Regions from separate parts of the Sus scrofa genome. Here all the other regions are linked to region 1. A link is a contact called in public promoter capture Hi-C and targeted proximity ligation data. All regions are on one chromosome and are shown on one strand. The core of a region is the stretch at or near the end of the contact, and the rest is flanking DNA. Distances in the headings are between cores, read along the strand shown.

Region 1 (3,699 bases), core at 525-3,024:
CTCCTCCAGCTGCAGTGGTCTCCTTTGAAGTTCCTGCAGTGCACCAAGTGTGCGCCCTTTTCAGGGTTTTGGTACTTGTTACTTCCTCTGCCTGGAATGCTCTTTCCCCACTAAATGGCTCATTCCTTCATCGTCTTCAGATCTCTGCCTAAACCTTCTGAAGAAGGCCTTCTCTGGCCACTCCCTTTAAAAAGCAAAACCTCTTGGGAGTTCCTGCCGTGACGCAATGGAATCAGCAGCATCTTGGAAGCACTGGGATGCAGGTTTGATCCCAGGCCCAGCACAGTGGGTTAAGGACCCAGCTTGCCGAAGCTGCGGCTTAGGCTGCAACTGTGGCTCAGATCTGATCCCTAGCCCAGGAAATCCGTATGCCATGGAGCAGCCAAAAAAAAGAAAAAAAAAAAAAAAAAAGAGAAAAAGAAAAGAAAAGAAAAACCTCTCAATTCCTCTCAGGGCTTCCTATCCTCTTGCTTGGTTTTGCTTGGCATTTCTCATATCAGTATACTGTGGTGTTTATTTGTTGACCAGTTACCCTCACTAGACACTTCTAATTCTCTGAATAGAAGGATTTTTGTCTGTTTGGCTTACTGTTTTCCTCCCAGTGCCTAAAACAGCTTTCAGCACATAGCTGATGCTCAACACGTGTATGTATGCTGAATGAGCAAAGGCAAAGATATGGGTGAGGAAGCTGTTGTATCAGAGATGCAGCCAGGAGCTGTGCTTGAAGAACATGTGTACCTGTGTGATCTAGTGAGTTTGGACTTTGCCCTGTTAGTGAGAGAAGTGGATCTGATCTAAGGAGTAAAATGCTCCAATGAAACAGTACCGGGGAAAGAGATGAGTCTAGGCATGAAATATTTAGTTAGCAGGCCGTTTAGAACTGTTCAGGCCAGAAAAAGTGAGTTACTGAACTGAGGCAGTAGCAGCAGAAGGAGAAATGAACATAATGGGTTTGATTCAATAGATTTCAGAAGTAGATTTTAGTGACTGACTTCACTGGTAAGGTAATGGAAGAATGATTTTCAGATTTCAGGATTAAGCAACTGGATGGAAGTTTGTGTTATTAACCAAGATTAAGATGAGAGGGAAAGCAACTAATGTGCAAAGATGATGAATTACCTTCTGGGCTTGCTGAGTTTGGTTTCAGAAACAACCAGGAAGCAGAAGGAAGTATAGCTTCTCAGCGCTCCCAAATCTGATCCTGTCCCTCCCTCAAGAATCCAGCCCCTGCTTGAGGACATCCAAACCAGAGTACCAGACAAGCCAAATGCTGCCTTCTTTCTCACCTCATCTCTTAGGGTTCCAACCAAAGCCATAACTAAAGTCAAACTTCAGTGAAGTTCTCTTACCTTTTCCTTGCCTTAGTCTCTTTGCTCACACTGCCCCCTCTGTTCTTAATATCTTTCCCCAAGTAATTACTACCCACTCCCACTCAACTTACAGACCCTCTTCTGCCCGACCCTGCCCATTTTAAGCATTTATCAACGCTGAGTCGCCCCTGGTTCCCCGCCCCTCCTCTTGCATACTGCTGCTTGACCTTGTTCCCACCGTTACGCCTCTCCAAAGTCCCGGGGCTAGTAGCCCTTCGGGGCGCCGGGGTGGGGCTCAGCTCGGAAGGTAGAATAGAGGCGTGATCGTGATGATTAGGGCTGGGTGGTGGTGGTGGCGGCGGTGGGGAGCTAGGAATCCTTTTTACCTCGTCGCCGTAGTCTTCAGGACCGAATTCTTTGCAGAGTTTGGGGACATCAGCGACCCCTAGCGGACAGCCAGGCCGCAGAGGACAGTCTATAGGAAAGGAAGGCGGCGGCGCGTTAGGGGGCCTCCGGGTAGGTGGGCCCAAGCCCTTTGCCTACCGCGTGAAGCACAAAATCGTAACTGAAAATAGATCCAACTAGGGCTGCCCCAGCCCTCCTGGACCCCCTCTCATCTGGTCTCACCCGCTTACCTAGCTTGGTCAGCCCCACAGTCTTCGGAATCGGCGCCATCGCCCGTCAACAGTGACCCGAAAGTGAAAGATAGTCTGGTATTTGACACCCTCCGAAGGGCGGAGTAGGACGGGGTGGGCGGCCATCTTTGTTGGGGGCAGAAGCCTCCGATTACGGAGCGCGAGAGAGTCCATTACGGTCCCGGCGGCTGCCGGGCCAGGGATGACGGCTCTGGGGACCGGGCGGAGCCGCGGCTGCCGCGGGCGTTGGGTAATGAGGGAAGGTGGGAATCGTTCGGTTCGTTCCGGACACGGCGTCTCATGGCCCAGGCGTCTCGAGCTGGTGGCCTTCTGCCTCCGCTAGCTAACGTGCCACCGTTGGGGGCGCAGTCTCGGGGCGTTGGGGAGGAGCAGTGGCAGAAAAAGCGGGCGGGAGTTCTCCGCGGGGACGTTTGTGGCTGGCCCGAGTTGCCCGTTGCCGGGAGCATCCCCTGCCTAGACCCACGACCCACCGTAGCTCCGGGAGGGCAGCCGTGGTGGGCAGCGCCAACGCGGGAGGACGCAGGAGAGCACAGCGATGCTGGCGCCGCGGACTGGGGGCAGGAGCTGGCAGCTGGCGTCCCGATCCCTCCTGCGCTGCAGCGTCGCCGGGCGGTGTTGCTGCGGCTGCACCGCGAGCGGGAACAGCTCCTCCAAGCCCGGGACTGCGCCCGCCACCTACAGGCTGCCGTGCGCCTCCTGAGGATCCTGAGTCCCGGCGCTCCATCCCCTGGCCCCGGTCGCTTGCCTCAGCTGTGCCGGGACGTGTTGCCGCACCCTTCTGGAGGGGCTGTCCTGAGAAGCAGCCTTCGGGAGACCCCCGCGTCGCAACTCCTGGCGCGCCTCGTCGGACTAGCAGCCCAGCGCCTGGATGCTACCATCGAGATGCAGCTTCGGGCTCTGGGCCGGGCGCCTGCCAGCCGAGGCTTATCGTCCCAACTCGCCGACCTGCTGCTGGCACTTCCCGCCTACCACCACCTGCAGGGAAAAGCCTTGAGCCACGTTCCCGGGGCAGCGCGCCCTTTCCCCCCCGCCCGTGTGCTCCGCCTCCTGACGGGGGAACGGGGTTGCCAGGTGGCAGGATGGCTAGATGAGGCGCTCAAGGGATCTGGCTTGGAGGACCAGCTCCGGAGGCGGTGCCATGAGGAGCGGGAGCTGCTGCCAGGTCTACTGGGCCTGATGGGGGGCGTGGCAGGCTCAGCCAGCAGTGGACTGGGGCTTGGAGGGGCTGGAGCCCTGTGGAGCCAGTACTGGACTTTTCTGTGGGCAGCCTGTGCTCAGAGTCTGGACCTATGTCTAGGACCCTGGAGGGACCCCAGGGCAGTGGCACAACAGCTGAGGCAGGCACTCGGTCGGGGTGAGTGATGGGTCCGGGTGGGCGTTTGGGAAGGCTGGGGTCTCTTTCTTCTTTATTCACTTCACTCACCTGACGCCTAACAACCAAAACAAGCCCATTAGAATGAACATCCCCCACTCCATCTCTCCTCCCCCTGGTGTGTGTGGGGGGTGTTCAGGCCATTGCTTCTGGGGTTTCAAAGCAGTCTTGCTTTCCATGGCAACTTCCAGTCTTGGGAGAAGCCTCCTCTCTTCCCCCATCATTGAGTGGGCAGTGATTGTGGAAAAGAGAGGCCTTGTTTTCAGGCTCCAGAGTCATATCTCTCACCAGCATCACTGCCTCAGGAGTGTGAGAAGGAGCTGGATTCTTTGTGTGGCAACCTAATTCATCAGTCTCTTAT
Region 2 (3,699 bases), core at 481-2,980, 100 kb before region 1:
CAAGAGCACCATTTTCTTTTAGACTTTCTATGTCAAGAGAGAAATATAGCTATTATATTTCTATGTGTTATATTATATGTGTTAAAGTGTTAAATTCTCCCCTTTTCTTTTTTGGTCTTTTTATGTTTTCAAGGCTGCTCCCACAGCATATGGAGGTTCCCAGGCTGGGGGTCAAATTGGAGCTGTGGCCACCAGCCTACACCACAGCCACAGCAACTTGGGAATTGAGCCATGTCTGTGACCTACGTCGCAGCTCACTGCAACGGCAGATCCTTGACCCACTGAGCGAGGCCAGGGATAGAACCCACGTCCTCATGGTTCCTAGTGGGATTGGTTTCTGCTGCGCCACGACGGAAACTCCAAATTCTCCCATTTTAAACATATTCCAATTGTGTAACCCTGTTTCAGGGTTGACTTCTGAGAAGGATTGCTTAGGCATTACTTTATTTTCAATCATGCGGCTTTCTTAGTCTTTCCCATTACTGCGGCCCTTCCAGAAAAGCCTAAAAAAGAGCTCAATGGTGAATGTCACTGCTTGTGGCCACAAGGGGGCAGAGTAGGTCCAAAAACAGAATGGGAATGCTGGCTGCCCCTAAACTGCAATGGACCAAGCCCTTTCTCATTTGTCATAAACACCCAGACACTCAGAGCTGTGCCTTCACTCCCATAACCTTTCTCATTCATAACCTCAGTGTGACCAGTCTCACTGACTGCCCTGCTCACCAGTCAGCATGGAAGCTCTTCTTCAACCCCCGAGGAGTGAGAAGTCTCCTCCCCATGCCTCAGGTCTGGCACATTTAGTTAAATTTGTGAGGAACACAGTACGGAGTTGGTATTATGCATGTTGTGATAGGAAGAAAGTCACCAAGACAAGTGATGGGGGGGAAAAAAAGAGTTTGAAAAAAGGAAAGCACATTCTTTTCTTACAATAGCAAATCACTTTGTTGACGAGAGAAAAGGAAGAAAATACCATTTTTTGTTGGGCCTACTGATTACACAGGTATCATCTTACTTTTTTTGCTTTTTTCTTTTCTTTTTTTTTTTTTTTTTTTTTTTTTTTTTTTTTGCTTTTTAGGGCCACAGCCATGGCATATGGAAGTTCCCAGGCTAGGGATCAAAGCAGAGCTACAGTTGCCAGCCTACACCACAGCTACAGCAACATGGGATCTGAGCCAGGTCTGCCACCTACACCACAGTTCTCGGCAACACTGGATCCTTAACCCACTGAGCGAGACCAGGGATCAAAGCCCCATCCTCATGGATCCTAGTCGGGTTCGTTAACCACTGAGCTGCAAAGAAAACTCCTAACTTCTTATGCCTCCTATAACTATGAAATATTTTATACTATCCCCACTTTTCCCAAAGTCACATAGCTAACAGCTTTCAAGCTGCGATTCAAACCCTGGGTCTTTCTGCTATATTCCACCACCTTTCATAAACTAAGGAAAAGAAAACCCTTTAGAAGAAACAAAGTAACAAGTAAATTAATATTGCCCAAATGGAGCCCACAGATATCCAGGGGGTGCTGGTTACAGCCAAATAGGATATAAATAAATAAGCATAACTTCCTGGACAAAGTTAGTTCTGAGTTGAATTCTGGAGGAGGTGCAGGCCGTAGATTGACAAGAGTAATAAAAGCATTAAGGAAGGAAGGAAGTCACGTGGCAAGGAGACCAACTTAGTTGAAACAGAAGAGTTTCAGGAAAAAGCAATGAGAGCTGAGGAGGAGGGAGCAGTTGTTAAACTCAGCAGGCATTTGCTAAGCCTCAGCTCTGCACAAGCTACTGAGCGGGGGGCTGGGGATGTAGCGTCTCAGCAGGAAGAGAAGAGGAGGGTGTCTGAGCCATCACAGAATACAGGAAGAATGGGGGTATCTGAGGAATAATGAATAGTAACAAGTGGTACAGGATGAGTAAAGGGAGTAAAGAAGCTGACAGCAGGAAGGCACTATGTGCTCTTTAGCAAAGGAAGGATCTGAAGAAACCATGCTTTAGAAACATTAGCTGGTAGTAAGAAGTACCAGAGAGGAAGGGATGGAGTTTGATGAAATAGCTGAGACGCTACTGCCGTGATCCAGGCACAAGGAAATGAATGCCTGGACCAGTGACAGAGAAAATGGAAAAGAAGTTCTCCCTTCAAAGTGTTCCAGTTTAGGAGTTCCTATCGTGGCCCAGCGGAAACGAATCCGACTAGGACCCATGAGGTTGCGGGTTCCATCCCTGGCCTCACTCAGTGGGTTAAGGATCCGGTGTTGCCATGAGCTGTGGGGTAGACGGAAGATGCGGCTCAGATCTGGCACTGCTGTGGCTGTGGTGTAGGCTGGCAGCTGTAGCAGCTCCGACTCGACCCCTAGTCTGGGAACCTCAATATGCTGCGGGTGAAGCCCTAAAAAACAAACAAACAAAAAAAAAAAAGTGTTTCAGTTTACACACTAGTCTTTAGCTTGGGTAATGTGACTGTCCTTGAGAAGGTCCCTGCAAAAACAGATGACTCAAATCTGAAGCACAACACCTCTACGGCGATTGCTTGAGAACTTTTGCAAAGGAAGGAGCTCTGCTCCATGGCTCTCCCAAGAACCTGTAGATTAAGAAGTTGGAAAGAACACTATATACAAAAATAAACTCCAAATGGATTAAAGACTTAAGTGTAAGACCCGAAACCATAAAACTTCTAGGAGAAAAACATAGTGCGCTCTTTGACATCAGTTTTAGCAATATTTTTTTTGAATAGGTCTCCTCAGTCAAGGGAAGCAAAAGCAAAAATAAACAAATGAAACTACATCAAACTGAAAAGCTTTTGCACAGTGAAGGAAACTGTCAAAATGAAAAGGCAGGCTACTGAACAGGAGAAGATATTTGCAAGTGATTTTCAGACGATATATCTGAAAGGGGGGTAATATCCAAAATAGCCAAAGGACCTATACAAGGACCTATATTAAAAAAATAAAAAAAAGAAACCATTAAAAATAGGCAGAGGGCCTAAATAGACGTTTTTCCGAAGAAACATACAAAGAGTCAACATATGAAAAGAGGCTCTCATCTTTAACATCACTGATCATCTGGGAAATGCGAATCAAAACCACGATCACTTCACACCTGTCAGAAAGGCTACTATCAAAAGGACCACTCATAAGTGTCAGCAAGGATGTGGAGAAAAGGAAACCCTTGGGCTCTGTTGCTGGGATGTAAATTGCTGCAGCCACAATGGAGAACAATATGGAAGTTCCTCAAAAAAATTAAAAATTAGAGCTATCACATGATCTAGCAACTCTATTCCTGGGTGTTTGTTCGAAGAAGACAAAAACACTGCTTTAAAAAGATAGGCACAACGTTGTAAATCAACTATGCTTTAATAAAAATTTTTCTAAATTAAAAAATAAAAATATATGCACCCCTGTGTTCATTGTAGCATTATTTACAGCCGTCAATATATGGAAGAAACCTAAGTGCCCATTAACAGATGAATAGATAAAAAAGAGGTGGGGTGTGTGTGAGTGTGTGTGTATACATGCACGTACATACATAGATATATATACAACAATATATGTGTGTATATGTATATATATACACAACAGAATATTACTCAGCCATACAGGAAAAAAGAATGAAATATTGCCATTTGCAACTACATGCCTGGACCTAGAGGGTCCAAGGGAAATAAGTCAAAGACAAATACTCTCAGAGTTCACTTATATGTGGA
Region 3 (3,699 bases), core at 509-3,008, 81 kb before region 1:
ATGAATTTTTTTTCTTTTTCGGGCCACACCCTCAGCATATGGAAGTTCCCAGGCTAGGGGTCAAATCACATCTGTAGCTGCCAGCCATAGCCACAGCCACAGCAATATGGGATCCCAGCTGCATCTGCAACCTACACGATGCCAGATCCTTAACTGACTGAGTGAGGCCAGGGATCGAACCCTCATCCTTGTGAATCCAAGTCAGGGTCATTAACTGCTGAGCCAGGAAGGGAAATCTCAAAATGAATTTTAAACAACTACAGCCTTAAATGTCATTCCATTCCCTGATTTTTTTTACTTGAGAATTGAATGTTCTATCTTTATGTCCTCCTCACAGATTATTTTGTTTTATCTGAGTATTTTAGTTCCTTTTCCTCAGAATAAAAGCACTACAGCAGATAGGCAAGGCTCTTGATATCCCATTCTCCCAGTCTCTCCTGAAAGATATGTGCCATCCACACAGTCCCATAAATTTCACTTTTAAGTCAATCCAGATCACAAGAGAGCCCTGTGTTTTAACTGCATTTTTCAGAGCTTTTAGAGACTTATATCTAAGAATTATTATTTTTAATTTAACAAAAGTTAATAAACATTATCTAATAATGACTAAATTAAAAAAAAATAGGAGTTCCCTTCATGGCTCTGCAGTTAACGAACCTGACTAGGATTTATGAGGTTGCAGGTTCGATCCCTGGCCTCGCTCAGTGGGTTAAGGTTCTGGCATTGCCAGAGCTGTGGTGTAGGTCACACACGCAGCTCGAATCCCACGTTGCTGTGGCTGTGGCTGGCAGCTACAGCTCCAATTTAACCCCTAGCCTGGAAATTTCCATATGCCATGGGTGCAACCCTTAAAAAAAAACAAAAAGCACTTCCTGGTGCTTACTGTGTTCCTGAAACAGTTCTAAACATTCCACTAATATTAATTTATATTATTTCCATAACCATCCCATGAGGTGAGAATTGTTATCCCTGTTTTACAGATGAGGAAAATGAGGCCCAGAGAAGTTAAGATCTTTCCCAGGATCACACAGTGATAGTAGAGTCAATATTTAACCCACAAAGTTTGACTCTAGGAGCAACTCTTAACCACTCTATAGCCATATGAAATTCCCAGTCGTATTGATTGTCCCAGGGGCTGGGACAGCAGGATAGCACAGTTCTCTGACATACATTCACTGATCAATAAAGATCCACAAGATAGCTTTTCCCAGACTTTATATCTGGAAAAGTTCTGGGGCTCCAGTGACTGTATCGCATTTTTATGATCTCATCTAATCCTGGCTCTATTATTGCCCTGCCCTTATTTTTCCTTTGCCCAATCCCTCTAGCTGTTTATTTCATACATTTTTTGTTGTCGCCTTTTTCTAAACTTGGATAACTACTTCGTGGAATGTGGCAGGGAATCATATTTTTTTCCAAGTATTTATTAGATGAATTTATTCATCACCAGAATAACATTTCAATTACCAAATCCTACTGCAGAGTCCTAGTAATATATCTGGTGACTCATTTTCCACATCCTCATTTCTCTTACAAAGTCATGTCTGTGTGAGCTAGAAAAAGAAATTAAAATACCACCTACATCTTTCAGTTTCCTATTTAAAATGTCAGAGTTTCTGGAGACACATTCCAGAGCTTTACAGGCCATGTCTGCTCTAATTGGCCACAGAAGTGAGAGAACTCAAGCCAAGATGTGTCCAGCAGGAGTCTAGGTACATAGGCAATGCCCTCGTTGGGCTGTAAATGGGTGGGGAAATGGAAAGTCCTTGGTTATACTAGGCGGAGAGTCAACAGCAAGAATCCAAGCTGGGAGTGGGGTGATGGCAGGTCAGGAGCCATTTGAAAAAAAAAAAAAAAAAAAAAGGGATTAGAATGTACTTGGCGTGTACAGCCTGCAGAGGATCCATACAGGGGCTGGGACAACAGGATAGCACAGCATCAGGGGGCTTTTTGTGACCTAGCCTTGTTTGTTTCTCTTGCTGCATCTTTCACCACATCCCTTTTCTATCCTCCACTCTAGCCACGCTAATAAATTACTAAATGTTCTCCAAATACGCTAAACAGTTTCACACCTCCACACCCTTTTTCATGTTGCTCCCTTCCCCTTGCCTCCATCCACCTGACAGATTTTTAAGCTTTTTTTCCAAATTCTGTTTAAATACCTGCCCTATGAAGTCCTTCGTGCCCCTACCACAGCCTGCCCCATTCATCCTTTTTGTCCCTTCCTCACCCATGTACCTATTGCACATCTATTTTGACCTTCACAGAACTGAGAAATGAAATGGTATGACATGCACCTTAGCTCTCTGATGTGAGAAGGGTCACATTATTATATTTTTCTAAATAAAATGTTAAAAATATTAGTCCCCAAGTGCTAGGCTGTTGACCCAGTCAATCTCTTTATGAGTGTCTCTCCCCCTCCTTCCGGTCATACTCAGAATCCTAGGGGGGCTAATGGTCCAGAAAATGTGGGAAGCAACCTCGTGACCTTGAATGCACCTCCAGTACATTGTTAAATAGAAGTGACAAGGGCAGGTATCTTTGTCTTGCTCCTAATGTTAGGGTCAAGGAACCCATTTTTCACCACTATGATGTTAACTGTAGGGTTTTTTTTGTAGAGGTTTTGTTAGCTTGAAGAAATTCTATTCTAATCCTAGTTTGTGGAATGTTTTTATCATGAATTTTATCTTATACTTTTTCTTCATCTACTGAGATGAATATGTAGTTTTGTCATTTATTCTATTAACATGCTGTATGACACTGTTTGATTTTTGGATATTAGGCCAACCTTGTATTCCTAAAATAAATTCCACTTGTAGTGTATAAACCTTTTTATATGTTGTTAGACCTGGTTGGCTGGTATGCTGTTGAGGATTTTTACATCTACACTCATAAGGGATATTGGTCTATCATTTTCTCATGATGTCTTTGTTTTTAGTATCAGGATAATACTGACCTCTTAGATGAGTTGCTAAGTGTTCCATCTTCTGGGTTTTTTTTTTTTTTTTTGGAAGAATTTCTGAAGGATTAATGTTATTTCTTTAAAGGCTTGGTAGAATTCGCCAGTGAAGCCATCTGGGCCTTGACTTTTTGTGTGGAAAATTTTCTGATTACTAATACTTGTTATAGATTGTGCAAAAAAAAAAAAAGTTAATATTGCAGGCCTGAGATTCCTTTCCTTAGAAAGTCCTGCTTGAAAGATTGACCCTTGGCTTGCCTCTGGGAACCTGCATTTAGGGAGTATTCCCACATCCCCTACATAATAAGAGTGCCTCACTGTGCCTAAACTGTACAAAAATATATGCTGACATCTGCTCTCCTTCTGGAAGTCTAAAATTTTGGTATGTGCTAGATACAGGGTGCCTATGTGACCAGCCCCCAAAAATGTTGGGCCCTGAGTCTCTAATGACTTCCCTTGATAGCCAACATTTTACACTCATCACAATTCAATACGAGAAGAGTATTGAATTGTACATTCTGTGTGACTCCATTGGTAGAGGACTCTTAGCAGCTGTACCTGTTTCCTCCGAACTTCATTTCATGAGCCTTTTCCCCATGCTGATTTTCCTTTGTATCCTTTTGCTGTAATAAGTCATGTCTATGAGTATGACTATATGCTAAGTCCTGTGAGTCCTCTTAGTGAATCACTGAATCTGGGAGTGGTCTTGGGGACCCCTGACACAGATTTATTAATATTTT
Region 4 (3,699 bases), core at 791-3,290, 79 kb after region 1:
CATGCCTGGCTTTGTCACCCTTGATTTGCTCGCTGCCTTTATCCAATTACCTCTCCAAGTCTCTCAGCCTGAAATCCACCTCCTCCCTCTGGAAAACAAAATTTGTTTATTCAAAGGGTGGTGTTTCCCTCTCGGTTACTTCCCGTGTTCCAGAGTGCCTAGGAGTCCACCCAAAAGTGAACAGATGTTCTCTTCTGTTCAGCATCACAGGTTGGGAGGAAATTTTGGGGTCCTTGGGGTCCTGTTCAGGTTCCCCATCAGAAGGGGCCTCAGGTTAGCACCTATGAAAAAATACATAAGACAAAGACAATATTAATTTTCTTTGAAGACCACTCAGACTAATTCAGTATAAAAGAAACATCGTGTTTCCTGTTTGCACATCCTGTCCTTTAGAGTCAGTGGGACCCTTTTCATGTGTCTTTCCTGTATCACTACCCGGATTCTACCCAAGTTTCATCCTCACTTGAAAGCTCAGCATATTCATTAATTCATTAAAGGTTGTTAAAGCACTCAGAGGGATGGCTCCAGCTCAAATTGAAAATATATGTTACAAAAGTTTCAAGGCAGATCAATATGTACTAATATAGACAGTCTCCAAGATGTATTGTCCAGTGGAGATAAAAACAAATTCAGCACAGGGGAATTATATTCAATAGGTTGTAATAACCTATAATGGAAAGGAATCTGAAAATTTATTTATCTATATATAGATATATCGAATGTATATATATCTAGATATATCTATATAGAGATAGAGATGTATTGATGTATATCTATATGTCTGAATCACTTTGCTGTATACCAGAAACTAACATAACATTGTAAAGCAACTATATGTCAATTGAACAAACAAGATTTGGAACAGTGTGTATAGAAAGCTGCTCTTTGCATCTAAAATGCTTAAGTTTTTAGAGACTGACTTTGGAACTGCAAACAAAAATCAGATAGCTTTGGGTAGGGATCTTGGGAATAGGATGAATGGGACATGTATTTATGTTTTTAAAAATGTGCTTATTTGTGATAGCCAAAAGCTAGAAGCAACCCAAATGGTCATTGATGGGTGAATGGATAAATAAAATGGTATATTGGTATAAATAAAACATATATATTGGATAAAGAAAACATAGTACTTCAACATGAATTAATTTTGAAGATATAAGCCAGACACAAAAGGACAAATATTGCATGATTTTATTATTATTTTTTTTTTTGGCTGTGCTCACATGACAAAATCCCTGAGCCAGTGATGGAACCCATGCCACAGCAGCAATGCAAAGCCTCTGCAGTGACAATGCCAATCCTTAATGAGCCAGAGAGAAGTGTATGATTCTATTTATATGAGGTACTTATAATAGTCAAATTCGTAGAGACAGAAAGTAGAATGCTTGTTACTGGGGCCTAGGGTTAGGGGAGAAAAGAGAGTTAGTGTTTAATGGATACCGAGTTTCAGTTTGGAAAGATGAGAAAATTCTGGAGATGGATAATGGCGATCGATGGCTGCACGATAATGTAAATGTGCTTAGTGCCCTGAACTGTACACTTAAAATGTAAATTTTATGTTACGGATATTAGCACAATTAACAAAATATATGTATACAGTGAATTTAAAAGCCTTCAAATTTATTTATTTATTTGTTGGCTAGGGCATGTAGAAGTTCCTGGGTCAGGGATGGAACCACCCAGGCCACTGCAGTGACAGCGCTGGATACTTAACCCACTGCACCACAAGGGAACTCCTCAGGTTGTTTTTCAATCTGAGATTAACTGAGATAAACATACATTACACTAGTTAAAATTCAGACTCTATACATGGATTCACAATCTTCCTAATGTAGATTCTATCATTAACATTCTCATTTTATGAAAGAGGAAACAGAGGCTGGGAGGGGTTAAGTAACTAAGCCAAAAATCTCCCGTAGTCAGTAAACCGAAATGGAACCCATTGTCTAGTAAATTCCGGCTCTCCCAACATCCTTGTGCAGACATCTTGGAACACTTGTTCTAGGTTTTTTGTTTTTGTTTTTGTTTTTTTTCCCCCATTGTTAGAAACAGGTGCAGTGGGCCAAAGAATTTGTACCTTTTTTTTTTTTTTCAAGGGGCGCACCCGCGGCAAATTGAAGTTCCCAGGCTAGAGGTCCAACTGGAGCTGTAACAGACAGCCCACGCACGCCACAGCCCAGCCGCAGGAACACAGGATCCGAGCCCCTGCTGCTACCCACACCACAGCTCAGGGCAGTGAGGGATCCCCAACCCACTGAGCGAGGCCAGGGATCCAGCCCTCATCCTCAAGGCTACTAGTCAGGTTTGTTACCGCGGAGCCACCAAGGGAACTCCCGAGGACTTTATACTTTCTAACGTTTTCTTTCTTTAAATTAAAAAAAAAAAGCCAAAATTCTATTATGTACATTTGCATTATTTTATATTTTCATCATAAGGTCTTAGAATGCCTGAATCCCCATATGATGGATAATACTGAACAACAGCAAAATTTATTCTCTCCCGCAACTACTTGGCGAAATACGGTTTATCGATACTGTTTTCGTTAGCGGCTTCGCACTCAAGAGAGCAGCGACCCTCTGGGGAACACACATGCTCAACGCAAAGGAGTCCTTTGCCTCCCCTCTGCCGGGAGAGGGCGCTGGCCGCCGCTGGCCTCTCTCCTGTGGTCCTAATCGCCTTCCCACGCGCAGTGCGCACGCGCCTATTTCTCTCCAGGTGTCCAGCTTTGTGCCTGATCGAAGTCTCCTCGGCCGCGCTCAGCGCGCTGTTTTTAAATGCGGGTGGTCTTCGGGGAAGAGTAACGTGTTCCCCCGACCCAGAACGCCTCAGGGCCTCAGCGGCGAGGGGGACTGGGGTGCGCCCGCAGGGATCGGGCGGCGCTGCGGGCAGCCGATGCGGGATAGGCGGGCCCAGCTAGGGCTTGGGCGTCGGTCGCCGGTGGGGCCCGGAGCCGGGCGCGGAGCCCCTGACAGGACAGGTACGGAGGCGGCGACCCTGGGAACCGCCTCCTCCCCCACGGTGTTGGCGAGGCTCTTGGCGGTGCTCTGGGGCCTCGGCGCTCGCCTAGGGCACAGTCGGGAGCCCAGTGTGCGGGGCGGGGGACGGCGGGGGTGGGCCGGGGCCGGGGGTGGGGTGGGTGCTCACTCGGGTTTGGGCCGGTCCGACCCACCTGAGCTCTTCAGCCTGGCGGTATTCTCCCGGGGTCCGAGTGATTGCGCCTCCGAATTCCTCCAGAACTGTAAGGGTTCACCTCCTTTCCTGGGAGCGCCCGAGGCACCCCTGAACCCATTCGGAGCTACAGGTTTCCTGAGGGGCACACGGTTGAGAAGTTGTGTTAAACAGAAAGAAAAAAAAAAAAAATAGAGGCCCCAAGCATGGGGGTCTGGACATGCGTTTGGTGTGTCTGTGTCTCTCATTTCTGGGGCCCGCCCTAACTGGCAGGATGACCCTAGAACAGTCATCTTGCGCATCCCCACGGCTAAATCATGCAGATGAGAAACTCCGCTGTTTTTAAAGAGGCAATGGCTTAGAAACTTACTCTCATTTATTACACTGAGGAGAGCAGCAAGCCTGTCTTGACCACATACTGTTCCTTAAGGTACTGAGAGTCAGGACTCTATGAGGTGGAGATTGGCGTTACCTGGTGTACTGCTAAAGCCCAAGCCACCCTGGATGTTAACGATTGTAGCTAGCGATAAC

What was found. Promoter capture Hi-C pulls out the DNA fragments that hold promoters and counts their contacts.
Region 2: a contact with region 1 is called in a promoter capture Hi-C map of liver, with 8 times the contacts expected there. A contact is called at or near these places in 3 of 5 promoter capture datasets (fetal liver, fetal skeletal muscle and liver), 20 of 47 Hi-C or Micro-C datasets (adipose tissue, alveolar macrophages, brain and 10 more) and 2 of 2 datasets of targeted methods (alveolar macrophages and skeletal muscle).
Region 3: a contact with region 1 is called in a targeted proximity ligation map of alveolar macrophages. A contact is called at or near these places in 4 of 47 Hi-C or Micro-C datasets (epiblast stem cells, heart right ventricle, liver and 1 more) and 2 of 2 datasets of targeted methods (alveolar macrophages and skeletal muscle).
Region 4: a targeted proximity ligation map of alveolar macrophages shows a contact between it and region 1. A contact is called at or near these places in 2 of 5 promoter capture datasets (fetal liver and liver), 7 of 47 Hi-C or Micro-C datasets (heart right ventricle, liver, mesenteric adipose tissue and 3 more) and 2 of 2 datasets of targeted methods (alveolar macrophages and skeletal muscle).

Annotation. Positions count from the first base shown.
Region 1 is chr3:68,561,699-68,565,397 of Sscrofa11.1, forward strand. It overlaps CCDC142 (coiled-coil domain-containing protein 142), which reads left to right and starts at 1,775. Exons shown (of 11, transcript XM_021087333.1): 1 at 1,775-3,320; 2 at 3,630-3,699. The coding sequence starts at 2,246. TTC31 (tetratricopeptide repeat protein 31) reads right to left here. Exons shown (of 13, transcript XM_021087337.1): 3 at 1,946-2,941. The coding sequence starts at 1,985.
Region 2 is chr3:68,458,376-68,462,074 of Sscrofa11.1, forward strand. The region is part of intron 4 of M1AP (meiosis 1 arrest protein); the gene reads left to right. Among named protein-coding and RNA genes, the nearest start is that of DOK1, 37 kb to the right of the region's middle.
Region 3 is chr3:68,480,998-68,484,696 of Sscrofa11.1, forward strand. All of the region lies in intron 7 of M1AP (meiosis 1 arrest protein), which reads left to right. Among named protein-coding and RNA genes, the nearest start is that of DOK1, 15 kb to the right of the region's middle.
Region 4 is chr3:68,640,522-68,644,220 of Sscrofa11.1, forward strand. It overlaps DCTN1 (dynactin subunit 1), which reads left to right and starts at 2,041. Exons shown (of 28, transcript XM_021087359.1): 1 at 2,041-2,977. LOC100737572 (a long non-coding RNA gene) reads right to left here. Exons shown (of 3, transcript XR_135162.4): 2 at 3,170-3,306; 3 at 1-281.